Linked DNA regions of Drosophila melanogaster: regions 2, 3, 4, 5, 6 and 7 are each linked to region 1. A link is a contact called in public Hi-C and targeted proximity ligation data. All regions are on one chromosome and are shown on one strand. The core of a region is the stretch at or near the end of the contact, and the rest is flanking DNA. Distances in the headings are between cores, read along the strand shown. Region 1 holds the start of plum (plum,). Region 2 holds the start of CG14252. Region 3 holds the start of CG6142. Region 4 holds the start of His2Av (Histone H2A variant). Region 5 holds the start of lncRNA:CR46061 (long non-coding RNA:CR46061). Region 6 holds the start of Ald1 (Aldolase 1). Region 7 holds the start of Tl (Toll).

Region 1 (4,220 bases), core at 1,054-3,553:
AGCATAAAGTTTTGAGAAAGTTTTTCCAAAAGCCAACCGAAGTTTTTTCCCCTTGGTTTCTATTGTTTTACGAACTGCAATTATTTCCGTTCTAAACTTTTTTTGTTCGCCAGTTAGATATTATATTCTGTTATTACACCAAGAACTATAAGTTCTTAGCAATGAGTATAGAATTGCATTGAAAATTACCTTTTTTAACATAGATATTTCTGCTGCTATCAGTTAGCATAATAATATCAGCATTAACAAAGGTATCCTTCATCCTGCGTTTTTCCCCTCTATCCTTTCTTTTTACTTCCTCTGACATCCTTTTATCGGCCCTAAATTTGTACTGGCTTTTTGTGTGTGCTCGGATTTAAGCTGCGATAAATTCGCAGATTCTACGGCTCAGATTCTTCATCTGCCATTACGCACGCATCTCCATAATAATGATAGTAGTCATAATAATAATAATAATGATGATGATGGCGGTGATGATGCCACATAAAAGGCGGCGGAGCCCATTTCAATTTCAATTCGACAAAAGGCGCGTGTATCTGCAAGATACATTTCTATCTCAAGAGCGCAAAATTGCGCGGCAAACCAAAGCTCGCAAAAAGCAAAAAATCGCATATATGAATGCTAAAATATATTTCTGGCTTACTATTATATTGTTGATGCCTTTGCTGTTCGAACTATGAAAGGCTTTGCAAAAAGTAACGCACATCGCAGACAAACTTTTATCCGTACGACAATTGAAAAAAAACAATTCGATAAATCAAAAGAAAAATGAAAAAAAACGCTTGTGCGAATTTGAGCTACGGTTTTTTGTTTTGAATACACAGAAAGTAATTGGATTGCGTTTAAATTTGTAATAGCATTTAGATTTCTAATTGAATTTTATTAAAAATTCGTTTGTTTTATTAACCAAGCAAGCAAATTAAACGAATAAAATAAAAAATGCTTCTGGTTGAAAAAATATTGGAAATACTAGCTTATTTCTTCTGTGCATTGTGGCGTTCATTTGTTTACAGCCCTGCGATATAAAACTTTGTCTCGTTTACATCTTTTTCGAAATATATTGTATAATATTCGGTTTTGGTTTAAGATAAAACCCAAAACTGGAAGATGAGCAAAAAGCCGGCTGAGCAAAGGAAATCACATTGGGGTAGTTGTTGTTATATAAAACAAATTGTACGCGAATTTTTGCACAAAAACACACAGATACACGACACACACACACAAAGAGCCGCAAAATCCGGCGCTCAGGAAAACAGAGAGCGAAAGAGCGGATGAAGAGGACGAAGGGGAGGAAGATGAGGAAACAAACGAATTTCAGCAACGACGCAAATTTCGATTTCCTCGAAATTTCTACCTTCTATTATGCTCGTTCCTCTCCCGACTGCTGCTTCTTCTTGCGCTTCTTGTTTGGGCATCATATACTTTTTTGTTTGCAAAAATAAAAAATAAGGAGAAGAAAACAGTGAAGAAGAAGCAACAGCAGCGGCGGCAGCAGCAGCGCAGCTTACTAAGCTTTTGAGATGCCGCCGTTTTGCTCCTTGTTTTTTGTTTTTGCTACGCTCTTGCTGCTTTGCCTTTGCTTTTTCGGGTATTTTGCCTTTGGGTTTTTTTGCTTTTTTGCGTTTTTGCCTTTTGCGTGAACAAGAAGCAGCAGCAACTACTGTACTTGGAGTTTTTCCTTTGCTACATACATTCGTATATCCTTTTTGCCGCTTTGTTTGTTTGGAATTTCTCAATTTTCAAATACTGATGCCACCCACACGCACACACACAAACGTACACGCACTCCCACTCGCACACATACACGCACTTTACGCTTTTTTGTGCTTTGCTGCGTCTCCAGTTTCTTGTTATTTCGCCCTTTGTTGTATTATGTCATAATTTATTTGTCGCCCAGGACTAAACAATGCCGGAATTTTGCACAATTGATAAAGCCAATGAATCACATTTCGTTTTCATTAGCCCCCACTCGTGCTGTCTTGCTCTTTCTGGCTGCACCGGCTCCTCTCTTTTACTTTTTACTTTTTACTTTTCTGCTACCTTTGTTGTCTTTTTTGCATTTCCGCTTTACGTTTGTGTTTCGCTCGCACTCACGCACTCAAACACACGCAAACACAGACGCACACATAGCTGCAATTACTGTTGTTGCCCAGCTTGTTTAACTTTTGTTTGTTGTTTGAAACACACACAAGCACGCAGCGTCGTCGAAAATATCGCGAATTTACAAGCGCCGGCAAAAATTTACTAGAGAAATCCGCCCGCAATTACACAGAGCGACGCAGCAAACACGTCCAAACTGTTCGCCGAGCTTTGGCGCACTGCTTAACTTATGCTTATGAATGGAACGGCGGCGACAAGCAGCCCGTTCGGCGAAAGAACGAGAAAGCGATAGTGATACTCCCCCAATTTCTCTTTCTCCTCGGCGCTATGTTAACCGATTCGGGAAAGGCGCCGATTTGAATGTAATACGATTGCGATCAGATGGAAAATTCGCATCTGTTTTAAAACGTAAAAGATAAAAACTACCAGCTTCTACTTCTTCTTTACGATGTTGTCTTGCATTGCAAAAATCGAACTCCACAGCTTTAATCATTTAGGCTTCACTTAAACTTAGCACTAAAAATAATGCTCAATATCTTCTTAAACACCAAATAGACATGAAGGAATATCAAATACACATTCCTATGACAAAAAAAAATGTTAAACAATTTCAGCTCTTTTTAACATCAAGATACAAAGAACAAAACCTTTGGGTTTAAATCGGTTAACATTGCTTAACATTAAGCGGTTGTAAGAGAGCAGCAACTTAAGAGAATTTGTACACTCTTTTATCTTGCTCAATTTGAGCTTTGAAGAGAGCCGGCAACTTTTGTTTTTGTTTGCGACGCCAAAATTTCAATGTCGACGTCGCAGTCGGCAGCGTAAGCTTTTCGAGCAGCGAAAAACAAACAAAACGGAATGCGAGTAAAGCAAAAAAGAGACACAAAAAAAATGCAGTTTGTTGAATCTAGTACTAAGATTTAAATTTATTACAGACAAACGTAACTTTTATTTTGCACTAGAAAAATATTACATATTATATTATTATCTTGTGTTATATTATATTATAATTACTTACCGAACACCAAGTACTTTACAGTATTCAAGTTATTTTCCTTTTTTAACGTAATTAATGAAAATATTCATTATCTTTTAATCTTAATTTAAAATATTAACTTAAACTTCATCTCAAATAGGAAGGCGCCGATTAAAAATCGGAAATAGAGATGGCAAATAAAACGAATGGTTGTTGTCTTTACTAAAGGTGAGTTGCGCAGTTGCTAGTAGTGTGACCAGACGGCGATTCACAAAATTTCTCCAAAGTGTGAACGTATGCGAAGATACTTCGTTGATGGAAGAGGAGTGTCACCTTTTTCTTGGTTTTTCCAGAGCGTCATACTGCAAAGAGTTGTTGTTGCGCGCGGGCGGACGACGAGAAAAAATTGTAAACGCGGATGAAAACAACGGTTGATTTTCACCCAACGCTCGTGATTTTCGACCGCTTTTGAGTGTGGAAGCGAAAAAACCGCCTGTTTTTTAACTGCATGAGTGCGTGCGAGTGTGTGTGTGTGCGTGCGTGTACGTGTTCGTAATTTAGACGTGCTGCTCGCTGCGATTTTCGTTGTTCTGTGTGGCCCCTGTAACTACAGTAAATACTCGTGCAAATAACGCGTCAAAGCGTGCGAAAAACGCAGGGAGAACGCCAGCTAGCGCCTTCTCTTTCACTTTTTCGCTGATTCCTCGCCGCCTTAGACTAGCATTTTGTTGTTGCGCAGCCTGCGCGTATATGTGTGCGTTCGTCCGTGTGTGTGCGCTTGTCCTGCGTGTGCGTGTGTGTGTAAATTCCAAAACATACGCCGCTGCACAGTGGCACAAAAACGAGAGAAACGTAACGTAACGAAATAGCTATTTGGATTCCCGGCTTTCGGGCTTTCCCTGTGTGCGTGTGTCCGTTTGGGTGTGTCGCATTAATGTTAATTTTCCGCTGAAGTTTTTCACTATTCCACCATTCCACGCAGCTTCGCTGTGGAGAGGAAGCAACAAATGCGATGCGTTGCGTTGCGTTTCTTGTTTCTTTTAACTAACTACGTGATGCAATGCGTTTTATGGCATTCCAACCAAGTGCCAATTAGAATTGATTATTATTCATTATTTCGCTTATTACCCACACAGGCGCGTGT
Region 2 (4,220 bases), core at 771-3,270, 410 kb after region 1:
GGAATCCAGTAAAACTAGTAAATTTTAGAGTGTTTTATAATATATTTTGTTTAACCAGGCCTTCATGAAATTCATCGTACGTCCCGCCTTTGATCATTATGGCCTGCATGAGCCGGACAATGAGTCCCACTTGCAACTGAAGCACCGCGCCTTGGTGGCCTACTTTGCCTGCAAGTTCAACTACGATCGCTGCACCCAAAAGGCGCAGATGAAGTTCCGCGAGTGGATGCGTGATCCCAAAAACAATCCGTAAGCTTGTAACTGAAATACAATACAAAAACTTATTAAAAACGATGCAATCATAAATCAACAGCATTAAGCCAAACCTCAAGTCTGTGATCTACTGCACCTCCTTGGCGGAGGGCTCGTCACCGGAATGGTATTTCGCCTACAAACAGTACAAGACAACCACGAGTGCTTCCGAGAAGGAGGAGATACTGACCTCACTGGGCTGCACCACCAAACCCTGGCTGCTGTCCAAGTGAGTAACTACAACAGTTTGATCCATCAAAGACCAAAGACTGATGTGCAACAACTTTGTAGGTACCTCAACATGACCATCAATCCAACATCGGGCATACTAAAACAGGATGGCGCCTTGGCCTTCCGTGCTGTGGCCTCCAATGCCATTGGTCATGAGATAGCCTTTGATTTTCTGCAGGGCAACATAAAGGAGATTGTCGAATAGTAAGTGATACTTTGTGTGATAGGTTGAATGTATATATTAATTTAGTTATGTTCAATTGCACCATAGCTATGGCGATGGCTTCTCCACGCTGTCCGAGATGATCAAATCGCTGACCATCTACATGAACAAGGACTACCATAAGCACCAGCTTCTGGACTTGGCCGCTACCTGCCGCAAACTGGGACTCCATGCCGTGGAATCGGCCATCGAGTTGGCGCTGGAGCAGGTGAACAACAACATCTATTGGCGCAGCCACTCGTACCACAGCCTGAAGAACTTCCTTGAGGGGATCGTCAGCGAGTTCCAGATCAATATCTTTTAGGAGAACACATGGAAGTTGGAAATGGGGGAGAACTCAAATTGATTTCAACCAAAAAATGCGATTTAGTTATTGTAACTATTACCATTATTTGTATTCGTGCAAAGGCCTCAAATTAATTTAATCAAACGAATTATTTGCGAAAAGTGATATAAACGTGTAAGTTAGCCAGCATAATTTAGGTAAACGATTTACTTTTTGCAATTGTATATTTATTTATTTGTAAGTCTCGCTTCTTTTGCTTTGCGGCATTGCTCTGCAACGTTCCTACTAAAAAATAGAAAGCAATCGGAAAATGCATAGTTCGAATAACTCCCATTCATCACTTCAGGCAACAGTTTAAGTCCACAACACAATATCTGCCACGAAATATCTAAAGTTTAAAACCTGTATTATCTATATCTATATCTATACTTATGATTGTCAAGTACTTTGTGTTGTTCGCACACCTTTAGATCCTAAGTGAATCAATCTAGCACTAAGTGAACCAAAAATCTATTTTGTAGTCGATCCAATCAAGGGACTTAATGGTCCTGGAAGGAAACTGAGCATGGGAAGATAATGAAACTGAGTGTCCTTAGTACATGGTTTAAATTGTTTGCTAAAGCAAGAGTAGTACACAACACACAACACACAAGTAATATATTTATTCATGTACGCGTGTAACTATTATGTATTTTGTAAAGCCCAACACAAAAATACTTGTATTGCTGCTGCACAACCATGTAAATAAGTTTTAAAGCTTACACTAAACACTTAAATAAACTATGTATTTACGTAATTTTATTCAAAACTCTTCTTTAATTACTGCTTATAAACTTTGATTTATTTTGGGAGTTTTGAATTTGGCGGTTAAGAAGAAATTAAATCAACTGCTTATGCGGCCCTGAAATTCAGTATTTTCAACAGAATGGTCACACTTTATAAATATATGAATAAATTGCACTTGATGGCAACCCTAAACATTGGTTTTCAAGAATTTTCTGGGTTTCATAAAACGGTCTTACTATCAACTAAATTTTTGTAAACAAATATTAACACAGCTTGTATATTTGAAAAAGTAAGTATATAACGAAATTAGCAACAAAATAAGACAAATTAGGTTACCTAATAAATAGCAGACCTCATCTTTGACTTTTGTGGTATCAATCAGTCGAATACTTTGGTGTTTTCCTGACACCCGAGATACTAGGCTTTGTTTTGAAATCCCTAGTTCAAACTCAAACTTTATGCAATTTCATCTAGTGAGCAGAAGGAAATGGGACGCTTCCGAAGAGGACAGATTCATCGACATCTGGATCCACAACTTGCATCTGTTTGAGCCTGGCAAGAAACTGACAGAAACCTATGCGGAACTGGAGCCCTATTTTCGAGATGTTGGCGTAGAGATCAATGTTCAAGGCATAAAGTCGAAAATGGAATCCCTGAAGCGGAAGTATTTCAAGTCAGTACACAACTTTCAGATGAAGAATCGGTTTGATAATCTCTGGGATTTCAGTTTGTTACACTCCGACCAGGAAGACCAAGCTATCACCTGGAGGCACTTCGATGCGATGGCTTTGGTGGTGAGAGCATCTGCCAACGAGGGGAAGGATTCGGAATGGAAGGACTATACGCAGCCATCAAAGACGCCTCGTAAGAGTCCATTGAATTCCAACAAGGAAAATGTATCTAATCAAAGACTTCGAAATTTCAGATAAAACGCGCTCTTCTGTTTATATGAACAATCCCGCACAACGTATCAAATATGGTTCGAAATTCATAAAAGTTTAAATTGTATACATTCTAAGCGGTTTTCATTTCTTTATAGAGACACCATTCAAAACCGTCTTCGTGGATGAAAGTGCTGTGAACTATTTTGACGATGAGGAAATGCCCAACGCCAAAAGAGTTAGGAAAAGATTCGGCAAAACCAGCAATGTCAGAGTAAAGGCGCGAAGAGTTTGGCAGCCGGCGGAGGAATGCATATTCGTTGATGTGTGGGAAAAGTTCGCCAGTCACATACAGAGTGATAGGAAAAAAATGGATGTCTACAAGGATATGCATAATGAACTGCAGCTGCGTGGTGTTGGCATATTACCGGGCGATATCAAATCCAAAATTGAATCACTTATGCGCACGTTTAGGTAAGAACTTTATAAGCTTATTATGCTGTTATAATACATTACCAATAATTGCAGAGCACAGCGAGATTCGGTGGGAGATAAGTCCGAGTGGATTCATTATTCGAAGATTTTAAAGATCCAGACTCCTATTGATTTCACCAAGCTGGATGTATTTTCCGAGCACAGTAGCAGCTACGAAGACGATGCGTCCTGGTTCAAAGAATTGGAGCCGAAACCGGATCCCGATCCTATCAGCCATCCACCGAGCTCTAGCGATTCCGTTGTCAATCAGTTTGACAATAAAACTCAGCCGAGCTCTCCCGCGTGCAGTGAAGACTGTTTTTGGTCTGATACTGAACCTAGCCACTGCAAGGTGTCTATTGAAGTGTTGGACCAAGATGAATCGACAAAGCCGTTCGAATCTCCCTCCATTGAAAAGCATAAGGCTGCTGAAGAATTTAGTCAATTTGTAACAAAAGAGCTAGCCGTCTTGAATGATGATTTGCTAATCGAAGCAAAACGCCAAATATACAATATCATATGTGTCTTGCAGAAGAAACAGAATGAAGTAAATAAAAAAGCATAGTGACCAATTAAACGTATCTTTTTTCGTACTTGAAATTAAAAAAAAAATCAAAGGTTCTACCGAGATTTGAACTCGGATCGCTGGATTCAAAGTCCAGAGTGCTAACCATTACACCATAGAACCGCGTTGGCAGCCTGGCGCAAAACAAAACATTTACTGCCGCCAGATAACACGAAACAATTATCCTATTTTGGACACTAAAATTTTAAATAAACATTTATCCGTGATATTTATTTTTAAAGAAAAGTTTCTAAGCATCAAATCTTTATATGAAAAAAAAAAATAAAAATTAATTCGAGCAGGTTCTACCGAGATTTGAACTCGGATCGCTGGATTCAAAGTCCAGAGTGCTAACCATTACACCATAGAACCTTGATACGAGCCACGCTGCTAAATGACACTTTTGTGCTGCGGGCACACTTATCTTTGGTTCTTTGGTGTGTCAAGAAGGGGGTTGAAGATAAGGAAACGATAGTTGATTCAAAATAGAGTGTTTTAATTTGGTTCAATACGTTCAGTTAA
Region 3 (4,220 bases), core at 837-3,336, 400 kb before region 1:
TCAAGATCATTCAATTAAGTCGGCCCTCTTTAGCCTGGCTAAGACCTTTTGAGTGTCATTTGTGGCTTGGATTTTGATGACGATGGTGGTACACCCTTGTCTGCACGTCGACCAAGTCTCAACTCGGCTCTTAAATTTTATTTTTAACCGCACTCTTGACACTCAAAGCACTCGGCTCAATTTCAGCCCTCAGATGCAAAATCATAATTTTTCCAAAGCGCCGGTGACGTTGGTCAATCATCGTGATGCGTTTATGGCATTGCGGGTGCTCCATCAGCGGGGCTATTATTATTGTTAGTTTACAGGCATTATATTGTTTTATTGGGTTTTTTACGCACTCCGGTCACGACTTCATCTGTTTGAGACACGTGATTTATGGGGCCCAAGTGCTGGGCGACCCGGCCCACTTGACACTGAAGAGTTTTTATTGCCCACCCGGCAAGCGGTGCAGAAACTGTTGATTTGGTTTATTTTGATGCCGTGATTCGGATTCGTATTTGGTAATTTGTATTATTTGATATCCGTCTGAGCAGCCACCGTTTGTTGTCTTTGGCTGCGGAGCGTTAAATCGCCAGCATTTTTTGTATCAACTCAGATTTGTATGCTTGTTGCCTTGACAAGGTCGTTCATGAAGTGCGTTTGGGGAGTGTTTGTCCAAGTGATTAAAATTTATAATATAAGTAGTGAGTCCATTGAAGTAGCTGGCCTATAAATAACTTTAGCACTGGCACCACAACTGCTGGGAATAATGCACTTGTGTTACTTGTTTGCTTGAGCCAATTTTTACACTATGCGTTGGCATTGGAAACTATTTGAGTTTGCTAATTTGCAAATCAAGTATGTAAAATGTGAATTCGTTAGCAAACATTTCATATATTCTGTGCTAATTATGAGAAGGTTCTTTTGAGAGATGTGCAACACATAAGCAGATAGTTTGTTTAATTTTTTTTTTTTTAATCTCATACAAAAATCTCAAAAAGTGCAGTCTCACTTTCTGCCCTGAGCAATTACTTTTTGGAAATTCCAGATTTGCAATTATCCATGTATACCCTTTGTTTGGCAGTTAAAATTTAATTAGCAAGACGTATTGTTTCCTGATCCATAATCAATTATCAGGTCACCATTTGAGTAGTTGAGCACTTGGTGGAGTACGTGTTTGAACTCCATAGAAATGAACGAGCCAGGCTATTTTACACTTGCCGCCGAGTCATGCCAAATGAATATGCATAAAAGCTGGGCAAATATCGAATAAAGCAATGCAAAATGCATTCATGTCCATATGCTCAGATTGTAGCTATAAAAAGAAACATATGTATTGTACTCAAGGTCACTGATTTTACGATTCACCAAAATCGCCAAAAATTAGATAAAAAATGTATTGTGAAAGTAACTGCGAAATCGGGCGAGCTAAAGCCAAAAAAATGTGTTCAGTTGCCCATTAAAGAAACGATTTGGCTGTTGTTCGTATGCAAATGAGTCTGGGTCAAGCATTTGTAATCCCCTGAATGCCATCTTAATGATCAGCAGACCCATGTAACCAAGACGATCTGGTAAGGTTGCTAGCGTAGCCGGAAAAGCGTCTCTGCGATTCAAATCTTGACATTGAACTTCACCAGGGGCAGTCCAATGACTCGTTCCATTATTGTGGTTCCAATATTAATTCAAAGATCGCAAACCGTAAACAGCGGAAGCACTTTAATTCACCTACTTGAGCGTTCGCACCTCTGCGCTAATAAGTCGGCGACAAATCGCTGATCATCGACTTGTCCAGCATGATTAGGCTTACGATCTTTCGATCAGCGTGGCGCTAATCAACATGCAGCAAATTCCCCAAAAATAGCTCGTAAATCGGACAAAAAAATTTGCAAGTTCACCCGATGAACTTGAAAATAAATGGTCCATCGTGGATCGGCGCTCAAATGTATCTTGTATCTTTCTTTCGTGATCGCTCGAACGTAGCGCGTTGACCGACTAGCCCGGCAGCTACCCGTGTTGTTAACTCAGTTTTTGAAACTTTTTTTTTTTACTTTTTTACTTTTTGATCTCGCATAGGCTTCAACGCTGCAGGCCGGGCAGCAACGTTTCATTTAAGCGCCGGACATCAGCGGGCGCGCATGCGCATTCGTCAAGTGAATAGGTGAATCGATCCGGAGTATCTGTGAATTTTAGTGGCCCATTTTTATACAGAGCATTTCGTAAGTGCATTCTATAGCCAATCGATTTGCATGGATTTTGCATTGGCAAACGTGTTTAGAATTTCATAAGAGAATTTGTGACAATCGGTGCTGCAACGTGCGTGTGTGTGTGTTTCAATCTGGTCTACTGACGTAAACTTTATAAGCATTTAGCAAGTGGTTTTTTCTTGTGAGAACTTGTCAAGTTGCTAGACCGACAAAAAATGCAGTTCTGCGGTTTTTGGCTAATGAAATGTATCTGTGTTGCAGGCTTAAATGGAAAATATTGTTCACCCTCGGTATTTGGAATCAATAGTATTAGTTACCGAAAGATATATATAAATATACGTATATTTTCTATATATTACTCTCACTTTCTGAACTTAAAAAGTTAATTTATAAAATTTCTTGTATTACAATATCAACTTAATTAGCTGGATGATTTCGTTTTGAGATAATTTTTGAGCAACCTAACCGCAATTTGTTAATACTTCCTAATGGTCAACTTAATTACTCATAAACATAATTATTTTTCGAATCAGATTTAACAAATTTCATGTTATAGTTATCAAGATCTTTAGCCCGTTCGTCTCAGCCAATTAAGTTCGGCTTAATGACCCACATTGATTGGAGTGATTTTGATAGCCAGAACCTTAATGAATACATCGCCCTTCGGAAGGCGTGTCCAAAGTGAAACCGGCTTTAAGTAGTTCTGTAATCGTCGTAACCGATCGAGTGAATCCGACTACAAGGCCATGGCCAAGAAATAGAACTTAACTGAACAAAGACAGAGTCGTGGAATCTCATTATTGTGGTTTATTTTAAGCAATCGATGAACCAGTTTTCAACTTGGCTACTGTATCGTCTCATTCAACTACTTGCCGGCTTTATTGAGGTTAATTGAAATGATTTATTAACATTTGTGCAATTTTTGTTGGCGCTTCGAAAATTCCCAAATTGAGATAATTTGCATAAAAAAACATTTGGCGCCCACAACTTAAAGTAATTTAATTTCGACCTTTTTTGAGGATTTTTTGAGCAATATTGTTTTTTTTTTATGAACATCCGTGTGCGGTTTATGGGTCAACGCTTAAATATTTGCTGCGTCTTCGCGATCGATTTATTTTGATTTTATTTGCAATGTTTGCCTTGATTTGGTTTCTTCTTCATTTTAGTTTTGTTTTGACCACGAACCGGTTGGCTAGCATTAACTGAATTTCGCTCCTTTTGCCAAGTCATTATTTTTATTGGCACTTTTGATTTTGGTTTTCTTGTAACCCCAAAACCTGTTGAACTTGAGCTCAAAACACGTTCAGGATGAATCGGAGTGCATCGGGTTGTGAATAGGGCTCAGAACATGAAAAGGAAAAAAGTGAAATCGTTCTCAAGGTCGCAGACACTCGCATGGGAATGCTAATTTCCTCAGAATATTCTGACTTTCTATTTTCTGAACGTTAATTGAAATGTTTTGAGTAGGAAGTTTTACTTTTTATTAAAAACAGAGTCATAAACAATGTTTATATATATGTGGTAAAAAAAACTTATGTCGCAGCAATGCAAAAAGTTTTTAAAAAAGTGCGCTTTTGACATTTTAACAACACGCAAGAAATAACGATTATTTTTAACAAGGTTGTCACTAAAATTCGTTTCACTGAAGAATAATATAGATTTTGAACACACATGCAATCGTAAAAACTGTTTCCAGTTTTTGTTTATTTTAAACGCAATATTCAACCTTTCAGGTTAAACCAAGATGAGATTCTGTGGAGTGCTGATTATCTGCCTGTGGTATATTCAAGTCACCTGGTCCCAACTTCTTGTGGATTTGGCTCGTGATTTCGAGACTTCTTTTCTAAACAATAGGATCCCGGACACCACACGATTCCTGCCGGAATATGACTTCATCATCGTGGGAGCAGGAAGTGCTGGATGTGTGATGGCCAATCGGCTGAGCGAGATATCCTCGGCGAGTGTTCTGCTCCTGGAGGCCGGTGATCAGGAGACATTCATCAGCGATGTTCCTCTGACAGCGGCTCTCACCCAAAT
Region 4 (4,220 bases), core at 1,077-3,576, 330 kb after region 1:
GTAAGAAAATATTTCAAGTTTTTATTAATGAGGTTACAAATGTAAAAATACAGAAAACAAAGGCTCCTATCCCTGGTATTTCCGCACAGTGACGGCTGGTGTCCGCGGACTACGGCCGGGCGTGGAGGAGTCGCCATGGCCGTTTACCTTGCGCAGGTTAACTCGGGTCACAGGTGAGGCCTCCTCCTTCGAACTGGACGCCAACGCGCTGCGGGATGAGGGTGTACGTGAATCAACCGCCGTCGCCTTATCCTGGTCCGCTTTCTTTTTGCGTTTGACATTCACAATTACGTTGGCATCCATGCTAACGTCGAGCTCGAAGTTAAACTCATAGGTCTTCTTGGAACGCGGCTGTGGAGTGAGGTCATCGTTGATCACGGTTTTGCCACCGGGACGTCCACGCAGCGAAATAGACGGGCTGAAATTGATCTTGGCATTGGGAGTACGGAGCCGCGCTGCTGTTGGTGTCTGTGGCTTGGGGCTGGCCTTCGGCGTGCTCCTTGGCTTGGGACTGGCCTTGGGCGTAGCTCTCTCCCTGGGTGTTGACTTGGGCTCAGTCTTAACGCGCTTCTGGCTGGGTGGTGAACTATCTGCGACTCGCTTCAAGGGCGATACCTTGGCGTTTCGGGCTGATGGGGTGACCTTTTTGGCTGTCTTCTTGCGATGTGACTTCTCCTCCTCCTCCTCATCATCTTCGCTGGCGGAGATTTTTTCGTCCAGTGATGAGTTCAAGACTGGCGAATCAATTTTTTTTGCTTTCCTGGCTGTTGCTGCCTTGCTCGTGCCGGGCGGACTTAGATTATTGTTGCTGCTGGTCTGTGGCTTCATCTTAAAGTCGAGATCTCCGTTGTTTGGAATTTTCAGCTGCTTCAGCGCACTTGAGAACCAACTGCGACACTTGTCGTAGTCCGGCTCCTGGTTGTGTGTTAGTTTTGAGACATACTTCATGAAATCCCCAATTGGCGGGGGCACTCCCTTCGGAAACAGCGTCTTCAGACTCTCGCCTATGTTATCCATAAATGCTTCCTTGGCCTTTTGAACTTTGGGGGGTACAGCCAGTAGTTTCTGCGTGACCCACGGCAACTCCGCGCCCAGCCACTCGATGAGATTGTAACCGAGTATCTCCAGATCAGCTCGTCTGGTTGGCACGCCCAGATGAGCATCCCTTGATGTGTATTCTATGGTGCCATTATGCATCTTCTTGGGGTCCGGCTTGAAGTCACCGGTGACGAAGTGTGAGGCCAGGCCGAAATCCACCAGGTACGCCTGCGCAGCGCCGCCTTTTTCCAGGCCCAGCAGTATGTTGGCTGCCTTAAGATCGGCATGAACGTAGCCGTTGCTGTGCATGTACTGATAGACGTCCAGCATCTGAATGGCCAGTCGGTAGACAGTGCCCTCGGGCAGTCGCTTGCCGTTCTGTTCCAGAAACTTGGTCAAATCGCTGCCGTAGCGCGGCATGACTATAAATCGATGCTTTTCACCATTGACCTCCACGGAACCATTAGCCAGTATGTAGGGCATGCCCAGGGACTTGAGACCGTGCTTCTGCATGAACTGTTTGATGTCCTCCAGCTTGGCGTTGCGCAGGTAGAAGTGCATCTCCACGAACAGAGGACCATTGCCATGTGGCTCCTAAAAATACGATTATAATAGCAAATCTCCACAAAAAAAAAACGAGCGGCACTCACGCATTTGACCACAGCATCGTAGTTCTTCTCACCCACTTTGCAAGCCGCGTAGATCTCACCGAATCCTCCAACTCCGATCGAGGGTCCAATGCGCCACTGGCCTTTGGCTAAATCGGTGAAAACTGTGCCCTCCTTCACCTTCTCCGGCATCTTGTACAGCTTGCTCTTGGCCTTCTTGGCCGACACCACCTTCTTGGCCGGAGCGGCGGCTTTCGGCTTGGCTACACGCGGCATTCTCTGGGCAAGATCGTCGTTAAATAGCGGCCAAGTATAATATTCGCAAATTCCGCTCGAAATGCCGGGCCATCAGGGTTGCCAATCGGCGCGGGGAGTAGCGTCCTTCAGGGTTGTCAAGTGAGTGACAGCTTAAAAAAAAATATAACCCAGTAGGACTACTTGTAAAAACGACGTATTTCCAGGGCTGTTGCCGAGTCATTGAAACATAAAAATAAAAAAGGATGATTATGATTTCAAGGATATATTACGATAGACAGCTCTGCAAAACGGCGCCACTTGGCAATGTGCGGCCACAAAAGGAAGCTACCATCTAGGGGTGAGGGCATATCGATTGGCCACACATCGATATATTCCGTTCCACCCCTGGCGTCCGCTGACGGCGTCTTTTCCCCGAAAAAATTTCAAGTAGTCGAAACCGAATTCCGTAGAAACAACTCGCACGCTCCGGTTTCGTGTTGCAACAAAATAGGCATTCCCATCGCGGCAGTTAGAATCACCGAGTGCCCAGAGTCACGTTCGTAAGCAGGCGCAGTTTACAGGCAGCAGAAAAATCGATTGAACAGAAATGGTAATATTGCGGTGAATTTTTGAGCGGCAGCGCATCTCGCTTTTCCCACTGCGCGTGCCCCCCGCGAATTAAATATTGATGCGGGGATTGCGGAGACGCGGACAACAAAGTGCACGCAAAGTGGACACCACGTAGGCCGCAACAACAAGGAGCAGCGAAATCGGCGGGCATTTGTTATTGTGCTGCTGCGGGCAATCGGCCGTAACCTCACTTTGGCAGCGGTGCCTCCATTTTGTGTTTTCTTCTGCGACTCGTGCCACATTCGCTTTAATTCGTTATTTTAAGAAATGCATTGTGCTGTGTCTATTCGCAGGCTGGCGGTAAAGCAGGCAAGGATTCGGGCAAGGCCAAGGCGAAGGCGGTATCGCGTTCCGCGCGCGCGGGTCTTCAGGTGAGTTTTACAATCTGTACCTCGGTTTTTGGCGCCTTTTCGGTACCCACCTCGCCAACGAGCATATTCCACCACACTAACAGGGTGCCCGCCTTCGTTGGTTGGTTGGGGTTGACAAAAACATAAACAAGCCAGCCGGTCAAGCCAATTAACCAGTTACCTGCCTCTTATGTCCCGGACAGTTCCCCGTGGGTCGCATCCATCGTCATCTCAAGAGCCGCACTACGTCACATGGACGCGTCGGAGCCACTGCAGCCGTGTACTCCGCTGCCATATTGGAATACCTGACCGCCGAGGTAAGTGTGCTTCCGCCGAGTTTTCCCGCTTTTCTCTCGTGGTACTTTTTCTCGCTTCAATGTAAACAGCATTTACCAGAAATATTCAAGGGAAACATTTTTTTTTCCACAGTTGCATTCTCTCCACTTTTCTTATTGTGTACAGTTATTTCGAATTTCCCCGTTCCAATTCAAAAACACACTTTCTTATTGACATTTCGTGTGGAATGAGAATGATGAAAATGTACATCTAATTCATGAAATGCTCGAGGCGCACATTATCAGTTGTTTAAATCTAAATAACAGTAGTTTCGATTTAATGTATAACGCTTTTAATTTTCTAAGAATTATACAGTTTTATAGAGTTTTTGCGCCATTAGGCAGTTACACTTTTCCCGCCTTTTTTCCGAATATAACGTTTACCGTTGAGTTTTTTTTTTTTAATGTTGTGATGTTTATTTAAAGAAATTTTATTTAAAAGATTTCAAAGTTTGTTTTGGTAATGAGCGATACAAGTAAATAAATTGCTTTAGCTTTTGCTTATCCTCAATTGAAATCTTTGATTAATTTCTTTGGTTTTCCCAATCATTTTAGGTCCTGGAGTTGGCAGGCAACGCATCGAAGGACTTGAAAGTGAAACGTATCACTCCTCGCCACTTACAGCTCGCCATTCGCGGAGACGAGGAGCTGGACAGCCTGATCAAGGCAACCATCGCTGGTGGCGGTGTCATTCCGCACATACACAAGTCGCTGATCGGCAAAAAGGAGGAAACGGTGCAGGATCCGCAGCGGAAGGGCAACGTCATTCTGTCGCAGGCCTACTAAGCCAGTCGGCAATCGGACGCCTTCGAAACATGCAACACTAATGTTTAATTCAGATTTCAGCAGAGACAAGCTAAAACACCGACGAGTTGTAATCATTTCTGTGCGCCAGCATATATTTCTTATATACAACGTAATACATAATTATGTAATTCTAGCATCTCCCCAACACTCACATACATACAAACAAAAAATACAAACACACAAAACGTATTTACCCGCACGCATCCTTGGCGAGG
Region 5 (4,220 bases), core at 575-3,074, 300 kb before region 1:
TACCTAAGCAACTTGCATATGAACATTTAATGTTTTTACTCAGATGAAATCACAGGAAAATAGCAAAGACAGCACAGCTTATTCGAACTTCCCCAACTAGTTTATTATTTATTGAAACAATTGTAAATATTTATTAGACATCCACGCCGCAAAGCTTTAACTCCAAAAACATTCTGGCTAAACAAGAAGAGACGCATACATTCGATTCATAAGTTAATTAAGTCAATGTGCAAAGCATATGTGTATTCTAGAGTTTAAGTTGTAGAGCCGAGTAGTCTTACACCGAGCACCTAGTGCCGAGCAGTGCTTTTTCACCTGCCCAACTGGAGCGTCTGTTGCAGGCGGCATTTTCATATTGAAAATGCATTTTGGCCAGTGCACAGTTGGTTTTCCAGTTGGCCAGAATGTCAGTCAGCAGTTAGTTAGCCTTTGGTTAGCCAACGGCTATTGGGCCATTAAGTCAATTTGCTTTTTAGAACACCGCGGGCATTGCGTGCAGCTAAATACCTCATTAGTTATAATTTGAAGTGCGAGATGGATGGCGGCAATAGGTCAAAGGTCGGAGCCATCGGCACGGCCCATGCATAATGCATGGAAAATGTTCGATTGCCCCTGGCATTTGTATCATTTGCTTTACTATGCTGCAGGCCAGAAAGCTTTATACCTTAAGTTCTCCTGCTTTGATTTCCCTTGGCTGCACAAAAAGGCAACAAAAGCAACACACACTCACACAACACAAAAAAACCTCGAATTTATATTTCTAAAGTTTATATTTTATAAAGAGTGTGTGCATAGGAAATATCTATAAATATTCATGCATGTGTGTCGGACAAAGGAAATATTTCAAAACCAATTATTGTGATGTTGAGCAAGGGGGCAACCAAGAATGTAATTTCGAAATGCATTAAAAATAACTTAAAACATGTATTAATAGTTATAATATATACAAGCTTATGTGTGTATACATACTTTACTAAATAGTGATATTTTTTCAAATTTATTCAACTGTCATTCGCTAAACCATTCGATGTAAGCGCAAAAAGCAAATGTAAAACCAAACCAAGTTCAATGTGACAAATTAGCTTTTAATCCGAAAAGAAAAGCAACTATTGGTGGTTGATGCAAGTCAAATCCGGTATATTCCAGCCAAGCTGCTAATAAATTCGAAAACGAAAACACAACCAAACCATACCAAACCACAAAAAGAGCAAGAAACTATTCAAATAAAAGATTATGTGTCTTAAAAGAATTAATTATCTTGACTTTTTCACTGGGGGCAGTTCAATTGGGGGATTGAAGGCGATTCTAACATACCCACGCTGATCTCCACATCTGCAGCTCCAGAGGTTGGTCCAAAAAGTTCTGGGCTCGCACTAATTAATAGAGACCCCAGCGATTCGAGTGAATTTATCGATCCAACCATCCAACCTGCTCTCAACTTTGCCGACAAGAGCTCTAGAACACGAACAAACACTTAACCAGACGGAGGGGCGCACGAGTTCAGCATTTCATTCAGTATTTCAGCACTCGTTTGCCCGCCACCCATACCCGTATTAATTGATTCATAAACCGAAAAGAAACAGCACGATATATATTAAACTCTTTATTATTTCAATTTTGTATGATTGTGACATACGCGTGTTTCATTTCAAAATTTAAACGAATTGTACACGTAGAGAAATATTATTGTTATTTTTATTTGGATACCAAGCTAAACCCGCCTTCAATCGCTTTTTTAGATAAGCGAAATACGAGATTGTACAATTTCAGATCAACAAACATTGGTAAAATAAATTGGAATTATTTTTCTCAGTATTCCGTTCTCGGACTTCAAACAGCCGATTTGATTGTCACATTTTTGAAAAAGGGGAAAGCGGCGGAGGTGTCACGATGTCTTCTGTATATGGGAGTCGGTGATTGGTACGAGTACGGGTTTGCTACTTAGAACCCAACCACGGAGATCAAACACTTGGTCAAGCGAATTGGTGGGTATTAGAGGATTAGAGGAGGGCCGCCTGGGCGTTGCAGTGACTAATGATTGGACAACGGGCAAAATATCAAAGAGCCATGGCTTGCCTCAACAACTGACTCACCCCACTGGTCGGGGTAAGTCCAAGTCAAGAAATGTGATAAGTACGACTGATATTCCATATAGGCACGCTAATTTTTGCAGCAATGCGGTGACAACGGAACGTCTGTGTGTTTAGTCTTTCAACAGAAAAATGCGGCACATAAACAAAATCACAATCAAAAGCGCTGCAGAAGCAAAAGCTGAATCTGAAACGCCGACCAGACTCTCGGACAACCCAGTGAGTATCTAGCGGATGCGTTGCTGTCCCTCAACAAATCGGTCAACGAGAGCGTCGCACTTATTTATTTACTTTATGATTCACTGCGCGTCTCGCTCTATGGTGCGTTTAATATGCCTCGGTGAGGCCTCTGACATTTCTACCCATCACTCGGCGTAAAAAGACTTCTGTTGTTTGCCAATTGTGGTCCGAAAATAGAATTTCCAGTTCCGAACATGACAGGCGGTGTGAACAAATTGACTGAAATATCGTAGATTAAATTAGCATATATATTAGCTCTTTTTAATTAGGTACACGGTCTTTGTGGCGTGAAACGTGAAACATGAAACCTGAAACGTTTACACGAGCACCAAATAAAAGAAACATAAACTAGCCGATTAACTAAAATAATTGAGTAGCGCCGAGAAGGGCCCTTGACTCCGATTGATGAGAAGCGCGTAGAAGAGCCATCGAAACTCTCGAGCGCATCAACTCCAACGCTCAATGGCAATACGTGTAATTAAATTCAGAGCTCTACAAAATTATTGGATAAATTAAAAAACTGTTTTCTATTTGCGTGCTAAAAATAGACATACTCATAAAATCAACAAATTTGTTGCGATATGGCGATATTACCCAAAATGTCAACTTGCTTCCGTGGTGTGAAGCCATAAAAATATTAATTTGAATAGCTGCATTATTAAATAAAACTTAAGAAACATTAAAAAACCATTTTCGTATACCCGCTGAGTAGCAAAACAAAAGTAGAAAGAATGCCAAATGTCATTAGAACAGATTTTGGCATTTGGCACAGAGGCACAAATTTCGATATTTCTTGTTTTATTCTCAGCACAAGCGTTCTACACAAGCAACGAAACGAATAAATTGGATTTAAACGCTAGAAACTGTCGAAAGTCAGGTGAGGAGCAAAGAAGGCCGTGTGGGTGGACAAGCTGCTGTCATCTTAAGCAAATTTGTCGATTAGGCAAGAGGAAATAAACTTTGCGACTGCGACATATTGGTTTTTTTCCCAGATCCGCCGATATGACACGTCAGTGCGTCATCTGATGTCAAAGCTCGGAAAACTAAAGACTGAGCTGAGATAATCTAAGCGCTGTGTCAATGAACCTCACGGAAGTTCGGGCCCAATCTGTCATAGGTGCTCGCCAAGAATTAACTATCAATATAGCCATAAATCTAAGCGGTTTTGGATTTATCCAATTTGCATGTGAACTTGAATAATCCGAGTGCATTGACTCCGCTGCACACCCTTGAGCGACCAGAAAAATCAACACGGGCGTCTGATTCTGAGATACGGCCATGGATTTATGTTATGTTCAATATTTTGGGGATCGGCGCTTTCCGCGAAGCGTCCCATGTATTTATAACAGCTGCAGTCTGTCCGCGTGGAGTGCTTTGTTTTTCACGAAACTACTGCTCGAATTCAATCTGCAGACTTAGTCAAAGTCAGGCCATGTTACTCGTATAATATGCAAATATACGACAGGCCTTATCAGGCCGCTTCGTTATCGCTGATGGGGCACTAGAACATCTAACAGCATAATCAAAATGATTTAATATATTTGCCTGTGCAAACAAACACACACGAGCTCTGCCTTTTCTCGAATTTCTACAATAAGTTTTAAAGTGGAGTCAAGTTTTTGGCGCAGTCCTAGGCCAAGAATCTGAAGAACTGTGCCTTTCTCACGCAGCTTACACTGGTTTTATCTTGCATATTAATGTATATATATATATATAAGAATATGGCCGCGATTCGTTTGGGGAAATGGGCCCATAAATATGCCGTCAGGCTGGCTGTCTCTGTTTTTGCCTCCGACTTATCGCTGACAGTTAACCCGCTCACGACTCCCGATTCACTGATTCGTAGTCCCTATGTCCGGGTGACGTCACAATGGCAATAGAAACAAATGT
Region 6 (4,220 bases), core at 804-3,303, 270 kb before region 1:
TTAACACTTTGTACACGCGTGAATAGCTTGTGGTTCCTAAGAACAGATAGATATTATAAAAGCTTGATATATGCATATATTAAAAATACTGCACAGTTTAAGAATATATTAATATATCTCTAGAATACAAATCATTTTTTCATCTATTAATTTCTAAACAGTTATCTAAACACACTTCACAGAACGACACTAGATATGTATGTACACCCTTATCTATAGAATTATCTATAGATGTTGCGGATTCACTCAGCAGACAACACCCACCTACACTTGCCGGCAATCAATCGAAGACTGAAATGTTTCGAAAACTAGGCGAAATATATACGATGACAAAAAAGAAAGAGGAACGAAGAGCAGCCAACGCATGACAACAAAAAACAATCAAAATAAATTTACGTTCCTATCAAGAGACCGTTTATAAAAATAAACCGCCACATGTCCGTCTATATGTATTCGTGAGCTTGCTATCAGTGAAAATTTTGAATCGAAAACGACGAAAAAACGAGCCCCCAGTTGCGTTTTAGTTCCAAAGGTTTTGCATTATCATAACGAGATTTTAGGTCCGGCCTCCTTGAACGCAGACAGTGGGTCAAAAGAACATCCAACAGTTGAGATAATACTACTACTACTACTACGAACTGACGTCAACTGATTAGCCGTAAACATGGGTGGTAATAATTGTATACTTGTCTGAAAATAGGAAACTTCGAGCACTCCCATACTTCTATCTATGCCCTTATTATGTGACCCCAAAAACTTTGTTGTGGTAACTGTTTACTAGATAAGCCAATGTACCTTATCTAGTCTTATTTCATCGATTAGCTTATACTTTACAATGAGAATGTATACCTATAATTCCATTATATTCATTATAAAATTTCCCAAAGCTTGATATAAACGATCAAAGGAACATAAATTGGTTGTTTTAAATGTTCAAAACTCTTCTTAAAAATCCTAATCAGGTTGATCTTGAAAGGAAGTCCTTTGGAGTACCAAAACTTGTTTTCTGTAGGTTTCAAAACAACCCTTAAACTTCTGCCCCTCTTTTCTCATGTACTCTCTACAAACTATCGGTAAAATGTTTGCTCTCCTTCATTCACTGAAATCTCAATTAAATGGTAGGTATAAAATGCAATAGACAAAAGCATATTGCGTCTATCATGAGAAGACGTCAACAATCTGATGAATTTACGATGACGTTGGCTAATTGAAGTCTAAGCGAGAGAGCGATGGGAAAGTATACATATGTATATCGCGATGTATAGTACATACATTTAACATTTGCGCCAACTATTTATAAAGAAAAACCGCAGCGGCGACTACAAATTGCAGTTGAAAGCCTGCCAACAAGCAAATGAACTCGAATGAAAGAGCGGATGAAAAGTAAGAGAGCCGGTTGAGCCGGTAGAGAAAACTACTACTCACGAAAGTGAGCCAAAAGTCACCCGATAAGGCTTCTTATCGCCTGCAGTTCGCGTAGCCCCCCCACTCCTTCAACCGCGGTGCATAGGTCAACAACACTCGAGAGCCTCGAGGTTCTAGAACTTGTCATAAAAGTGGCGAGCACGCGGAAATGGTAAGATTAGAGAATAATTAAACTATATTCGAATACGCACTCACTAACACTAACACGCCTACAGATTCGCTGCTGCTCTGTAGATTTGGATTACGAAACACCCAGAGAAATGGGAACGATTACGCGACTTTTCAACTGCACTGCCGCCAATGGGGGGAAAAATATCTGAATTTTTTTTAAGGGGCTCAGGGGTTCTGTTCACTGCGTATGACGCCCACTCACCGAACTGGAAACTGAATCTGGGATGTGGTGATTAGCTGCTGGCTACTGGCTGGGTCCGCTGCTGCTGCTGCACTGGAGGAGAGCGGTTAACGCTTTTATTTTCGGCCCGTGTCGCTGCTACTGCCGCTGCCGATGCCTCTGCTACCGCTGACTGCGGCGTCAACGTGAAATTCCAAAGCGAAATAAGCGAGACATGCCGAGCGAGACCCCAAAAGGTTGTTTGGAGGTCGTCGCCGACGGTGTTGGGCAACCGACTGAGCCAAGCGCTTTAAATTCCCAGATCCCCAAACGAAAGGTATCCAAAATAAAGCTCATTCTGGGAGCTTTTAGTGGGGGATGGAACCTAACAGATAAGCTGTAAAACTTATTAGACAGCTTTGAGAAGCTTTAGCTTTCGTTTGGGCGGTAAAAATTTAAATGAAATGTGCTCAAAGCGTATTAACATAATAAATAATTTATCTTAAGATCTCAAACACTATACGATATATATTGAAATAGTATTGAAATGTTAAAAACAATAAAGTGCCACAAACTTAATGTCGCGTCTTGCTGGATATAGTCATCCCAAATCATCCTCATCAAGTGAACTATATGTCTTGCCAAGCTTTCTTGCCCAAAACTATAAAAAAGCATTAAAAATGAAGTGTTATCTTTGCAAGTATTTGTATCTTTTAACCTGTCAACAACATTTCCTATTCTACTTATGCATTGAAAAGAGGGTAGAATAATTAATTTGGTGTATTTTAACCTTAATTACGAGCGACCTGCTTTACTTGGGGCGGTCAATGAATTTTTCGTGACCATCAGCATCAGGCGCTCCAGCGGCAGCGCAACAAAAACGAGGGGTGCCAGAAGCAGCAGCTAGGATAAGCGACTTTCACGCCATGCCTGACCTCCTGCAATGTTAAAGGACTCAACCCCCTGGCACTGGAAACAGCTGATTGAGAGCGCAAACTTTGAGAAAATATCCCCCTATTCTGCCATACAATCTGTTCGAGCGAAAGAGAAAATCGTTTCGCTCTTTAAAATGTCCTAATATGACTTTGGCACAGTTTTCTGAATGAAAAGAATGACTGTGGAACGGGTTATAACATTTAAAGGATTTTAGATATTTCATAGACTATCTATGCTTAGGTTTCTTTAGTTAAAGTGATACAGTTGCTAGATATATATGAAATAATATGCTTACCTAATGAAGGAACCTTAGCCACAGTGCTCTTCATTGTCCTCGCTCTCTTTGTGCCTCGTGGCTTCGTCCTTCGTCCTGTTTCGGTTCTCGTGCCTGCCTCACTCGCTTCCCATTTTCGTTTGGGGATTCTGGTTCAGTTTTCAGTTCGAATTCGTGCGTCGGTCGGTCGAGTTGTGTGCCAAACGCTCGGCACCTGTCGCCCAACACGTGTTGCGTTCCACTTGCGCTGCGCGTCTCCTTCGCACACCCGCGTACACCGCGGCGTATACGCTACGTACTGTGGTGCAGCCAAAGCGAAATAATTTCTGATTATTCTAGTTATGTGAACCGAAAGTGGAGTGCATAAGAGTCTGAAATTCAAGCACCAGCTGTGTTTTAACTCATATTAAATTAAAGAGGAGATACGAAAAAGAGGAGTGAATTTGTGGTTCAGAAGAATGATAAATTGTTTTCCCAGTTTTGGTAAGAAACGATTTGGTTCGATTTGGTATACTCATTAAAAGTTGATGTAGATCAGATTATAAAGTATCTTTCAAAAAACTACAGAAAAATGTTCATTTCTAAAACTAATATTGATGGAACCCTTTTTTTTGCTTTACAATAAATGGCAAGATTAAAGATTAGGGCAAAATAGCTAGAAAAGTTTTTGATCAACTATAGTTAGGTTATACTATATTTCTATTTATCTAGTCTTTTTGTTAAAGGACATTTGAAATAGTTTTTTCTTAAATTCCATTTTTCTTCTTATAAGAGTTCACGAAAACCAAAAGAATGTGTGCAACAAAGAATGCAAAATAGTTTTCCCGGGGCTTGCTGAGTATTCAGCATACATACCAATATGGGTTTCGTATGCAGATTTCTGCCAGCCAGAGTCATAATATTGAGCAATTGATGAGAGCGCGTTTAGCTTGGCTTTGTGGCACTTGGCTCATTAATATGCGGAAGGCGACACAAAACACTCCCCCACGCCTCCACCCACACATATACAAACACACGCACACACACACAGGGAAAAGCCTCCCCTTCCCTAAACTTGTGTCTGTGTTTTGTCTCGTCCTCATCTGCATTTGCCCAAAATGAGAATGAGTATCCCATAACCGACTGAACAGCATCCTGCTTGCTGATGATAATGTTGATTCCTGCCTTCCGCAACAATTTGCTTTGAACCTAATCCGCCCCTTTTTCTGCCACGCCCCAGTAGCTATAGCTTAACCAAAATTCGAAATTCATACC
Region 7 (4,220 bases), core at 948-3,447, 260 kb after region 1:
TGCTTTTGAAATGTTTGTCATTATCGTCGTTAACTTTTTGATGAGTCGAACGTGTGTGATAAAAGTGTCACACGGATTGAAAAGAGCGACGAGCGAAAGGAAAAGAAAAACTAATAACGCAGACGGGCCAGAATGAGTTTGTACGTGTGTGTGAAGAGATATATATATGGATGTTGGGGTATATGTATATAGAATGTATCTTTCGGATACCAATTGCCATTAGTTTATTGAGAATCCGAAATTTATGGCTCTGCGTGTCGTGGCCAACCACGCACAAATGGTCACAAATCTGGACCTGAAACACATGTGGGCCTGCCTTTGGTTCCTCCAGCATCTGTGGCACGTACAAATTTCATTTGTTGCACTATTTATGTGCTTCTCCACTGATGAAAATGAAATCAAATTAAATTTTCGGCACAATTCAAAGTGAAATTTTGCAGCTAACATAAAACAAGGCAAATGAGGAATAAATCTCCCGATGTGTGTCCTGTGCGCTGGGTTTTCCCATGTGGGTACATTGAATGGGAAATTACTGGAATTTCCTTTCGGTCAGAATTACATGCGCATATTTCGGTAATATCTTTGAAATTTACAGTAAATCCTAGGTATTTGAAATGAAAAACACGGGCAGTGTGGCAAATGTGTATATTAATGCATCTTTGCGGGGAGAAGTAGCCATTATGTTGCCTATTAAGCTTATCCAGATTTGCGTTGCTTTGTTTGATTTGACGTAAAGTTATTTGCTTGGAAAGAAAACATCTTAAATCCTTGAAAATTGTGGTGTAAGCCTAGTAGTAAACATTAAAATTGTTGTTGTAATATTTCAACAAATTTATTTAAATTTCAAAGACTTTAGATAATTACCAATTGGGAAATGGAATCAACACAAGATTGCTATGAAAATTGTACATGAATTCAAAGATTATTCATAAGCATGTCCTAATTTTCCATACGCCGTGCATAATTACAGAAAACACAGTTGCAGAGGGATACGATTTCCATTTGCATTTCCCATTCCCCGTCCCTGTCGCACTTCACACGCTGCTCCCCCGGGAGCTATGTCCCATCCTTGTTCCGCATTAGCAGAACGCACTTCCACTTCATTTGAGTCGCAAGCGGCAGAGCGAGAGGGTAGATGTTGTGGAAGTGTGGTTTTAATTGGCACACAACAACAACAGCAAGCAGTCTGCTACGTGCTGGCAATTACATTTTACATTTTACTCAGAGAGAGAGACTAATCAACTAATAAATCCATAATCACTGTTATTACGTATGCTGCCTGAGATGCTTAGACTTTGAAGTTAACCGGTTAAACTTGGCTAACAAGAACTGAGAACTACTGGCCAACAACAACTGCCGGCTTTTCCCCCAAAAATGAAAACAAAACAGTAGAAGGCTCTCTTGCTCTACCACTTTCTCTTATACTCTTATACGAAGTACCTGTATTTCAACTGTTTTCCTCTCTCGCATGACTTTTATCGCATGCGATTTGTTTATAGTGCAACGACCACAGACACGAAGATAATTCGTGTGTCTCTCTCTTTTTCTCCCACGCATCTGTACCTTCGAACGGTATTTGTGGGGTAGAAGAAATTGCTCGACTTATTATATCGTTTGCCACTCAGAAGTTAGGGAAAGAATTTTATTTTTTATAAAAATCCTAGTCAACTAACATAAATCAACTGAAAGCTCGATTCCTCATATTATCACATTGTGTTATTGCTACAAGAACTGTTGTTCTAAAAATTCTTATCAGTACGTCAAAAATATAAAAAAATTTCGAGACTAGCATTTTTATCCAACTCATATTTATTTATAATAAGCTGATTATATATAAAACCCAAACAGCTTTATAGAAATAACTTCACACGTTATTTAAGGTTAAAAAAGTAGCAAGATAGGATGTTATTAAAAGTAGAATATAAAAAATATAATAATAATTTAAAATGTCTTAACAAACTGGAGCTTAAGGAACCAAAAGCAAACAAAATGATATAAAACATATAAAGACTGTGACAAAATTATTAAAATTTAAAATAAAATATATTAATAGGCTGATTACAAATTTAAGTAAATAATGTTTTCTATATTGAGCAAAGGGTATCTTGCCGCCGACTCAGCCACTCTCTCGTCTTTCCCTCCACACTAAGCGCACTACCAGCTCTTCATCTCTCAGTTCTTCTTTCTTTTCGAGTCGAGTTCAGTTTGTTCCGAATCGCCGACGTGAACGCACGCTTGTCGCGCTTGTAGCAGTTGGATTTTTGATTTTCCCAGCCAGAGTCCCGCGTTCGTGTGTTGTGGGCCGCTTTTGTTTGTCTCGTTTTGTGGCCAGCGATTTGGCAACCGAATAAGCCAAGTTAAGAGCAACGCTACGCAGCACAAAATCCATAAAAACAAGAAACACAAGGCGCAATTAAATGCAAATGTGTGAAAGTGTAGCAAGCATTTAACCAAAAATAAAATCGCAAAAAATCGCGGCTTCAAAGTGCGAACAAGCGCGAACAGAGAAGCTAAACAACAGTGCCAGTGCGTGTTTGTTCGTGGCAGCTTAAGAAAAGCCAAATAAATATTAATATTTGCACAAGAGATCGCAGCGGAGTAGCTAACCTCACATTTAATAAAACACGTATTAAAACGGTAAGTATTTACGTCTCCTTGTTCAGTTATTACACTTTGAACCGTGCCATCTCGCTCTGTCTCGTTATCTCCCATTCGATTTTGCTTTGTGCTAAGCTTCGCTTGGCTCGCGCTAAGCTCAGCTATCTCTGTCCCACTCTCTGATCAGTCCAATTCGCCTATAATTGCACAGAAAAAAATTTACCAAATTGATGGCTCATCGGGCAATTGGTTGACATTTTGTTCCAGTTTTGATCACAGTCAGATAAAATCAATTTAAAGTACATAAAATGAGCTGTAAAATATTTGTAAACATCTTTAAATTGATCTATTAATACTACTACTACTACTACTACTACTACTAGTACTCTGCGTAAAACCGTATTTTTTCCTGTGCAAATTGGCGATGAATAACAGTTTCAGCAGTTGTAACCGTTGCACAATTTTCCCCAGTGCTTGTGTGTGTCACACTCTTGTTGTCCACAATTTCCGTGGTTTTTCTCGGCACTTTCCAGGGAAATGTGCAAAATGCTGCAGTGCAGCAGCAAGTGCTCTTCGGCCTTGGGGTGTGCTTTGCGTTTTGGCCAACCCATGAACGAAACAAAAAAGAAAACAAAGCCACACGCATTTGGCCCAAAGCTCACGAGCCAGCATATTAACACTTTGAATTTTTGGCCAAAAACCAGTTTGGAATCGAAAAAACAAACAGACACAACAAAAGTTTATTTACTACCAAAGAGAGCTTCGTTCAACAGGTTTTCATTGCGGGGACTTTTATTCGTATTGAAGGTGGAAATACCTGGGTAATGCAGGTTTCAAAAGTACTTCTAACAAACCAGAAAATGCCCACTTGTGCTTTAAAAGCTAATAAGTTGCTGATTAGAAACAGCAAAACAAAATAAGAGAAGAAGGAAGGGACAAGAATCTTCTCGCTTGTACCAATTATGGTAAAAATCGTATGACCTTATGATAAACTTAGACTTTTGTTTTTAATTCATTTCGATTCTTCTTGGGTTTTCCAACACCATAAATCTCTTCTTAGTTGATAGCCCTTGACCACTAGCTACATTTATATGAAAAATTCGGAAAACCCCAAGATTCAACCCCAAAAGTTCAACGATTATCGCTCAGAAGCAGCAGGTCTTGAATTCAAGAACAATGCTGTTTTAACAATAATTATACAATATATATAAATTTTGATTGTATTTTTTTCCGATAGTTAACATCCTGCCATTGAGCTTCTTTCGCCTGAGGGTTTTCCGAATAACTGTACTCTGGATTTAGGTTAAGATTTTTCTTCTTTGGCCCACATCAAAGGCAAAGAAGCTTTCAAAGCGGCTATAACAATGGCGGCAAACTGAAAAAAAAAAATGCTAGTCTTCGTCTGTGAAGGTAAAACTGCGGAAGTCATTTAACAGTCTACTTAACTTCTGCCAAAAAAAAAAGAAGTGAACGAAAAAAATGAAGTGGAAAACGGCAAACTGCAAACGTTCAAGATGCTCCGCTTGGGTCTTTCGTCTTGGCCACGTTAGAAAGTAGCTGTAATTGTGGCTCCGTTATTGTTATGGCCAAACCGCCACTAGTCCAACTGCAGGCGGTAAAAG

Evidence for each region. A called contact is a pair of places that touch in the nucleus more often than the background predicts.
Region 2: a contact with region 1 is called in a Hi-C map of the Kc167 cell line, with 3 times the contacts expected there. A contact is called at or near these places in 1 of 107 Hi-C or Micro-C datasets (the Kc167 cell line) and 1 of 7 datasets of targeted methods (the Kc167 cell line).
Region 3: a contact with region 1 is called in a Hi-C map of the Kc167 cell line, with 4 times the contacts expected there.
Region 4: a contact with region 1 is called in a Hi-C map of the Kc167 cell line, with 4 times the contacts expected there. A contact is called at or near these places in 1 of 107 Hi-C or Micro-C datasets (the Kc167 cell line) and 2 of 7 datasets of targeted methods (both in the Kc167 cell line).
Region 5: a contact with region 1 is called in a targeted proximity ligation map of the Kc167 cell line, with 4 times the contacts expected there. A contact is called at or near these places in 3 of 107 Hi-C or Micro-C datasets (the D17-c3 cell line, the Kc167 cell line and embryo) and 2 of 7 datasets of targeted methods (both in the Kc167 cell line).
Region 6: a contact with region 1 is called in a Hi-C map of the Kc167 cell line, with 3 times the contacts expected there. A contact is called at or near these places in 11 of 107 Hi-C or Micro-C datasets (the Clone 8 cell line, the D17-c3 cell line, the Kc167 cell line and 4 more) and 2 of 7 datasets of targeted methods (both in the Kc167 cell line).
Region 7: a Hi-C map of the Kc167 cell line shows a contact between it and region 1, with 2.3 times the contacts expected there. A contact is called at or near these places in 2 of 107 Hi-C or Micro-C datasets (the Kc167 cell line and eye imaginal disc) and 2 of 7 datasets of targeted methods (the Kc167 cell line and the S2 cell line).

What each region holds. Positions count from the first base shown.
Region 1 is chr3R:26,532,914-26,537,133 of dm6, forward strand. It overlaps plum (plum,), which reads right to left and starts at 2,304. Exons shown (of 11, transcript NM_001260388.1): 1 at 1,811-2,304. scrib (scribble) reads left to right here and starts at 3,437. Exons shown (of 25, transcript NM_001260393.1): 1 at 3,437-3,484.
Region 2 is chr3R:26,943,514-26,947,733 of dm6, forward strand. CG14252 reads left to right here and starts at 2,021. Exons shown (of 6, transcript NM_143256.2): 1 at 2,021-2,067; 2 at 2,253-2,451; 3 at 2,506-2,642; 4 at 2,704-2,757; 5 at 2,818-3,133; 6 at 3,188-3,735. The coding sequence starts at 2,067. The coding sequence ends at 3,698. CG46339 reads left to right here. Exons shown (of 12, transcript NM_144487.3): 9 at 59-249; 10 at 314-481; 11 at 544-687; 12 at 755-1,796. The coding sequence ends at 1,010. tRNA:Gln-TTG-1-2 (transfer RNA:Glutamine-TTG 1-2) reads right to left here and starts at 3,821; the gene lies at 3,750-3,821. tRNA:Gln-TTG-1-3 (transfer RNA:Glutamine-TTG 1-3) reads right to left here and starts at 4,070; the gene lies at 3,999-4,070.
Region 3 is chr3R:26,131,068-26,135,287 of dm6, forward strand. It overlaps CG6142, which reads left to right and starts at 2,087. Exons shown (of 4, transcript NM_143209.2): 1 at 2,087-2,195; 2 at 3,917-4,220. The coding sequence starts at 3,928.
Region 4 is chr3R:26,864,603-26,868,822 of dm6, forward strand. His2Av (Histone H2A variant) reads left to right here and starts at 2,327. Exons shown (of 5, transcript NM_001276068.1): 1 at 2,327-2,493; 2 at 2,807-2,884; 3 at 3,067-3,180; 4 at 3,754-4,084; 5 at 4,140-4,220. The coding sequence starts at 2,491. The coding sequence ends at 3,984. ball (ballchen) reads right to left here and starts at 2,205. Exons shown (of 3, transcript NM_143251.1): 1 at 2,174-2,205; 2 at 1,689-2,053; 3 at 3-1,632. The coding sequence starts at 1,922. The coding sequence ends at 67.
Region 5 is chr3R:26,233,501-26,237,720 of dm6, forward strand. lncRNA:CR46061 (long non-coding RNA:CR46061) reads left to right here and starts at 1,825. Exons shown (of 3, transcript NR_133456.1): 1 at 1,825-2,106; 2 at 2,156-2,309. It overlaps CG12290, which reads left to right. Exons shown (of 1, transcript NM_001300611.1): 1 at 1-1,200.
Region 6 is chr3R:26,259,538-26,263,757 of dm6, forward strand. It overlaps Ald1 (Aldolase 1), which reads right to left and starts at 2,054. Exons shown (of 4, transcript NM_170262.2): 1 at 1,799-2,054. CG6154 reads left to right here and starts at 3,125. Exons shown (of 8, transcript NM_143214.2): 1 at 3,125-3,449. It also overlaps asRNA:CR44321.
Region 7 is chr3R:26,796,844-26,801,063 of dm6, forward strand. Tl (Toll) reads left to right here and starts at 2,198. Exons shown (of 4, transcript NM_079794.3): 1 at 2,198-2,637.